Regions from separate parts of the Mus musculus genome. Here region 1 is linked to region 2. The links are chromatin contacts, called in public promoter capture Hi-C maps. All regions are on one chromosome and are shown on one strand. Each heading gives the region's core, a stretch centred on a gene start, on an enhancer-like site or on the middle of the called end of the contact. The rest is flanking DNA. Distances are from core to core; before and after follow the strand shown.

What was found. Promoter capture Hi-C pulls out the DNA fragments that hold promoters and counts their contacts.
Region 1: a contact with region 2 is called in a promoter capture Hi-C map of stem cell-derived epiblast-like cells, with 5 times the contacts expected there. The contact joins the promoter of Mctp1 here to the promoter of Pcsk1 in region 2. A contact is called at or near these places in 1 of 39 promoter capture datasets (stem cell-derived epiblast-like cells) and 1 of 484 Hi-C or Micro-C datasets (embryonic stem cells).

The regions. Positions count from the first base shown.
Region 1 is chr13:76,382,774-76,385,473 of GRCm38.p6, reverse strand. It overlaps Mctp1 (multiple C2 domains, transmembrane 1), which reads right to left and starts at 1,335. Exons shown (of 21, transcript NM_030174.3): 1 at 223-1,335. The coding sequence starts at 939.
Region 2 is chr13:75,088,425-75,091,124 of GRCm38.p6, reverse strand. It overlaps Pcsk1 (proprotein convertase subtilisin/kexin type 1), which reads right to left and starts at 1,268. Exons shown (of 14, transcript NM_013628.3): 1 at 884-1,268. The coding sequence starts at 1,063.

The DNA.
Region 1 (2,700 bases), core at 86-2,585, 1.3 Mb before region 2:
TTCATTCGTGTCAAAGTCAAGTCAGGGTTCAAGTCTAAACTGTTACTACTAAACCCGAGCAAAATGTCTTTGCTCCGTTTCAGCTAGTTAGTAGTCCGTGCCCGCACACATGGGGACACACACACACACACACACACACACACACACACACTCGCTGCCAAGGCAGCCTGAAGCTGGAGGCGTGGCCTGCACACTGCCCGGCGCTGGCCACCTGGCACTCACCTGGCTGCAGTCGCGCTCTATGTCCTTCTGCAGAGCCTGGGGTTCGGCGGGACCCCGGGCCGGTTCTGCGGGGGGTGGCGCCGGTTCCAGCAACTGCTCCAGGCACGCGGTTCCGGGCAGAGAGGAGCTCTTTTGGTGGCACAGGTGCACCCCAGGGCCCCCACGCCGTGTACTCTCATCACGGACGCGGTCCCCCCTCGGGGGCGGTTGGGGAGAAGAGGACAGGGAAGATGAGGCGGAAGACGAAGAAGGAGCTGAGTCCGGAGAGCGTCCGCCAGGAGGCGTCACTCCGCCTGTCCCTGTGGCTGTCGAGGACCCCTTAGCCACGGGCAGCAGATGTTCGCGTAGGCGGCGGCGCAGCGTGGACCCTTGCTCGGCTCTGCCTGCTCCGCCTGGCTCCAGGGGCTCTGGTGAGGAGCAGCACAGGTTGGGCTGTGAGGAGGAGAACACTCGGTCCAGCACTTGCTTCCGCTTCTTGAAGCCGCTCCACCTGCTGCCAGTACTTCCCACACCGGCCAGGGCGTCCTGCGTGGTCCCCGGGGGCGGCGGGGACGGGGTCGGAGTGGCCGCAGTGCGGTGCTCGGGGCCCCCAGCGCGCCCGCCTCCGCCGCCCTTGCCCTTGCCCACCCCCAGCTGCAGGTTCTTCCAGAGCCGGGCCTGGAAGGAGGGGGACGCGGCCCGCACGAGCTCGCCAGTCGTGGCAGCCCGGGGCTCCATCCTCCAACCCAGGCACCTTGTCTCCCCTCCTATTGCCTTTCCTCCTCCCTCTCGGGCTGCGCCTCCTCCGGGAGCGTGGAGGCGGCGGCGGCGGCGGCGGCGGCCAGCGCAGCAGCACAAGCCCGGAGCGTCCAGCGGCTTCAGGCCAGCTCGGAGCAAAACGGCTGCGGCCGAGGCCCTCCCGCCGCGGGGCGCGGCCGTCCTGCAAAGTTTCTAGCAGGGAACTCCGCTGCTCCAGACCACTGAGCGCCCCCAGGCCGCACCCTGACTCCCCTCGGCGCCCGCGGGAGCTCGGAAAGCTGCAAGCGGCCGGCTCGGGCTTCCAGCTGCACTGGGAACCACACCCGCGCCCTCAGGCCAGCACCTGTCAGCAGCAGAGGCGGCCGTCTCCAAACTGGGCGCGCACGCTGCTCACACAACAGGGCGCGTCCTGCTGTAGACGTCGGGGACTAGCAGCCTTGGCTAAAGCACCCAGGACCATCCTCCAGCTCCTAGGTGGGAGGGCAGGCAAGAGCCGGGTGGAGCTGCGTAGGGCTGGGAGCCTGCTTGACCTGAGTCTACAGTCCCACACACGGCTTGCTTTAGGACAGACGGACGAACGGACGAACCCTGCTTGAGCGGACATCGGGGTGGAGTGCACCTCTGCACCCCTGGTGGGTCCCTCAGGGAACCCAGCATACATCGCCGCTGGTCATAAAGCTCTCCAAATGCTGAGGCCAAATAAGTCTGCCTTCAACTGTTTGGGCATCCTGGGCTCAAGAGGGGAGTTTGATTTCTTCTGTTTTGACTTCATCACCATCCACTCTCCATGCTCTTTGTTTGCTTGCGCGGTGACTTTCCTTATAATCAGGAATAGTTCTCAGAACTTGATAATAAAGCTAACCCTTAAAGTAAGTCTCAGGGGCGCTCCGCTTGGACAGAGATGGGAAGATCCTTACTGCTTTTGACCCTATTCAGAGCTCGGTCTTGTTCTTTCCACTCAAGCAGATTTTTCTTCAGTTATTTCTTTCAGTTTGTCGGAAAACTGATTTTTTTTTAAAGTCGTCTAGATTTTGCTTCTCCCCAAATGTATGCATCTAGGATCTTCTGACTCCACTAGGTCTCTTCTAAAAGGCAGGCAACACCATGCCCTTCCCTCCACTGTACCTTCCCTAGACGTTTCAGCACAGTATTGTTTGATTACTTAAAGTAGGCATTCTCTTTCCTTTCTGGCCAGCGACTTGCCCTGAAGCTGTGGTCAATCTGAATTTATTTTTCTTATCCGGCTAACATGTAGTGAGCATCTACTATGTGCCAGGCACTGAGATCAGCACTGGAGAAACAGTTGTGAACATGTAGGGGAATGCTTGAGTTGGGTCCAGGAGAGTAGACAATAAATAGAATTTTTAACAGGGAACAATCCAGGGATAATAAAAGAGTATTATATTTGGGTTGCTATAATATGGAACAGCTCATTAAATTTGAGTTTCAGACAAAACACAATAATTTCTAGTATATGAACAAAGACCAAAAAATTCTAGTTGATGTTTATCCAAAGTCTTATTTTACTAGGTATCTTATACTTTTGCTGAATCTAATAAGCCTGTATTTAGTGTTAAAAACAAAAAGTCTCCCTGAGAATCCAAAGTTTGAGATGATACTATAAAGGGACAAAGAGCCAACAGTTGAAAACTGAATGCAGTGTTTCAGGCAGAAAACCAGAAGTCAAAGCCCTGAAGGAGGAAGCAGCTTAAAGAGGCTTTCCACAGAGAGACAGAGATT
Region 2 (2,700 bases), core at 19-2,518:
ACCCTCTGTGATTCTCTTTTGGGACTGCTCTGCCAAGCAGACTCCAACTTAATGCTTCTGCGCACCCCTCCCCACCTGTCTGTTAATTCAGCATACACTTGGACAAATATCAGTTTATCTCATAACCCGAAAACCCCAGGAAATGTTTGTGCACACGGCCGAGGTACAAGACAGAAAGAGATCCTTTCCCCACAGTCATTTCTGCAACCAGACCATGCTAAGACACTGGCCATGCAAAGTTAGGAAGCTCAGACTTCACAAGTTATCAGGGAAAATCCTGAACTCCCCCACTGGCGATGCTCGGACTTTTTCCCCTACCTAATCCCCTTCCAGTTTCCCCTACAGATTCTGAACTACCACCACCATCACCTGACTGGGGAGTCACTAGTACCAGCAGCTGGGCGCGCCCTTACACTCAGGAATCTTCAAGCCTGCCTGTCCCCTGTTTTCAGTACTGGGAGCTGGTGCTGCCATATTGAAAAAGAAGGAAAGCGTCAGCTCTGGCCGCAAGCCTCCTGTGTCCCAGGGGACCGAGCTCACTTCCTTTCCCAAGATAGACGAGAGCCCCTGTGCACCTTCAAGTTCCCCGAACAAACGTAAAAGGCTTTTTATTTCATTTTCCAAACCTCGAGGAAGAGGATTTCAAGTCTAGAGCCAACAACAGAGAGAACAGTGTCGGCTGAGCAGCTTCCTCTTGTTTAGCGGCGCCCAGCCCAAACAGTAAATAATGCAAGCATTTCTCCTCTAAAAGCGCGAGCAGGGGGAGGATTCTCCGAGCTGCTTGCGACACTGGGCGCCGGGTAGCGCAAGCGGCTCCCACTTCACTTTAGCCCTACCAGAGTCCTTAAGCCCCAGAAAGTTTTTCGAAAGTGGAAACTCTTACCTGACCCAAAAGGTCATACCCCAGTTCTTCGGCGATGGCAGAGGCAGCTTCTTGCCCTCCGGGGATCTCCGCCGCCCATTCATTAACAAACTGCCTCTTTGCTTTTACACTGTTTAGTGCACACCAAACGCAAAAGAAGGCGAAAGCAGTACACTGCAGAGTCCAACCTCTTTGCTCCATGGCTCAAAACCTTGTTCTCACACAAGTAGGAAGGGCTGGGAGAAAAGAAGCAAGATCAGAGACACACCAGCTAGACTCGACCTTTCCACCCAGCAGCTTAAAACCTCTCCTGGCTCTGGGTTGCTCTACTAGAGCTAGAGGCTCACTGGGAGAGGCTGGGCGGCGAGAGCGAGCGCTCACTAAAGTGCTTCAGTCTCCCGACTGAGTGGAGCCCCAGCCTTACCAACCAGAATAGAAATGAGTGTTTACACGTCAAATCGACGAAAGCCATCTCTTGACGTCAGATCTACCTGGACTGAGAACTGGATGGTATTCCCGGCGGGGTGGAGAAGTGACTAAAATAGGCAGGGAAGGATTAAGAAAAGGAAAAGAAACTGGTGGGATCGGTCAGTTCTGCTGCCTGTTCATAAATACTGTAGCTGTGAGAAACATCTCCATTCTTCAAAGAGAACCGCCTCATTTGAATATAACTACCAAGATCCCAAGGCAGGAAGCACAACAATTACCCCTCACTCCCTACCTCCCACCCCCGCCTTCCATCTATTTTCTCTATCTTACCTTATATCTCCTATGAATGTGCCTGGTGATGATAGAATTCTTATAATGGTTCTTGAGTATCAGCATTTGTTATAAAACAGACACAATCTAGGACTCGTGTTTTGATCTTTCAGAGGCTGGGAGCAGAGGAGCGAAGCTACCTGATGCATTGTTTCAAATCCTGTAAGGAAATAAGCACTTCCTCTACACAGTGTTGAAACAACATTTTTATAGTGCGTTTTAAATCACTCGTAATTCCTCCTCTCTTGCTTCTGACCCCTACTAAAGCAGTTTCTAAAATTCGACCCCAGATCATTTGGAGCCCAGGGCCACCATCATTACAGTGTTTACATTAAAAAGGAGAAAAGGAAGACTGATTGATTAGCAACATGAGTTTTTAACATAGAAACATGTTTTAAATTTTCAACGAGGAGGTTCAGAGCCCCAAAGACTTTCATATCGACTCAGTGAGGGAGGTGGCAAGTTTCATTAACCCAGAACTTTCTATTTTTCCCTCACTGGAGATTTTAACTTTGGCACTGACTTGAAGCTGTGCTGGTACTTTCACATAAAATACAGCAAGAATCTTTGTGGAATACAGATTGCCCTTAGAGGGAGAATAAGAGAACGTCCCTATGCCCACCTTCGAAACAGCAATCATACTGCCTTGATGGACTCTAACTGGAGGGATTGAACAGAGGAGAGCAAACCCCAGCCTTTAATATTCAGCACCGATGTGTGGACAGCGATAATCTCAGTGCCTCTATGAAAGCCTTCTGAGCAGAAAGGGCGCTGCTGCCCTGGCCAGCTCTCAGCAGCTTTCTGTTTGACCTGGGTCTTTCCCTCCTTTGAACAGCAAACTAGGAAGCCTTAGTGGAAGTCTGATGAGGGTCATGATGGTTACTATGTGCATCTTGTTCACCGGGCCTACTTGGCAAGGAAAAGAAATTGAGAGGTGTATTTTTTTTTTCTGAAAAAGATTATTTAACCTCCTAAAGGGAGTGGGAGTGGAGGATGGGGGAGGGTGCATGGCATAAAGCAAGAAAAGGAAGACTACAGGGAAAGGGGACTACAACAAACAGAGAAAAGAAGCAAGAGAT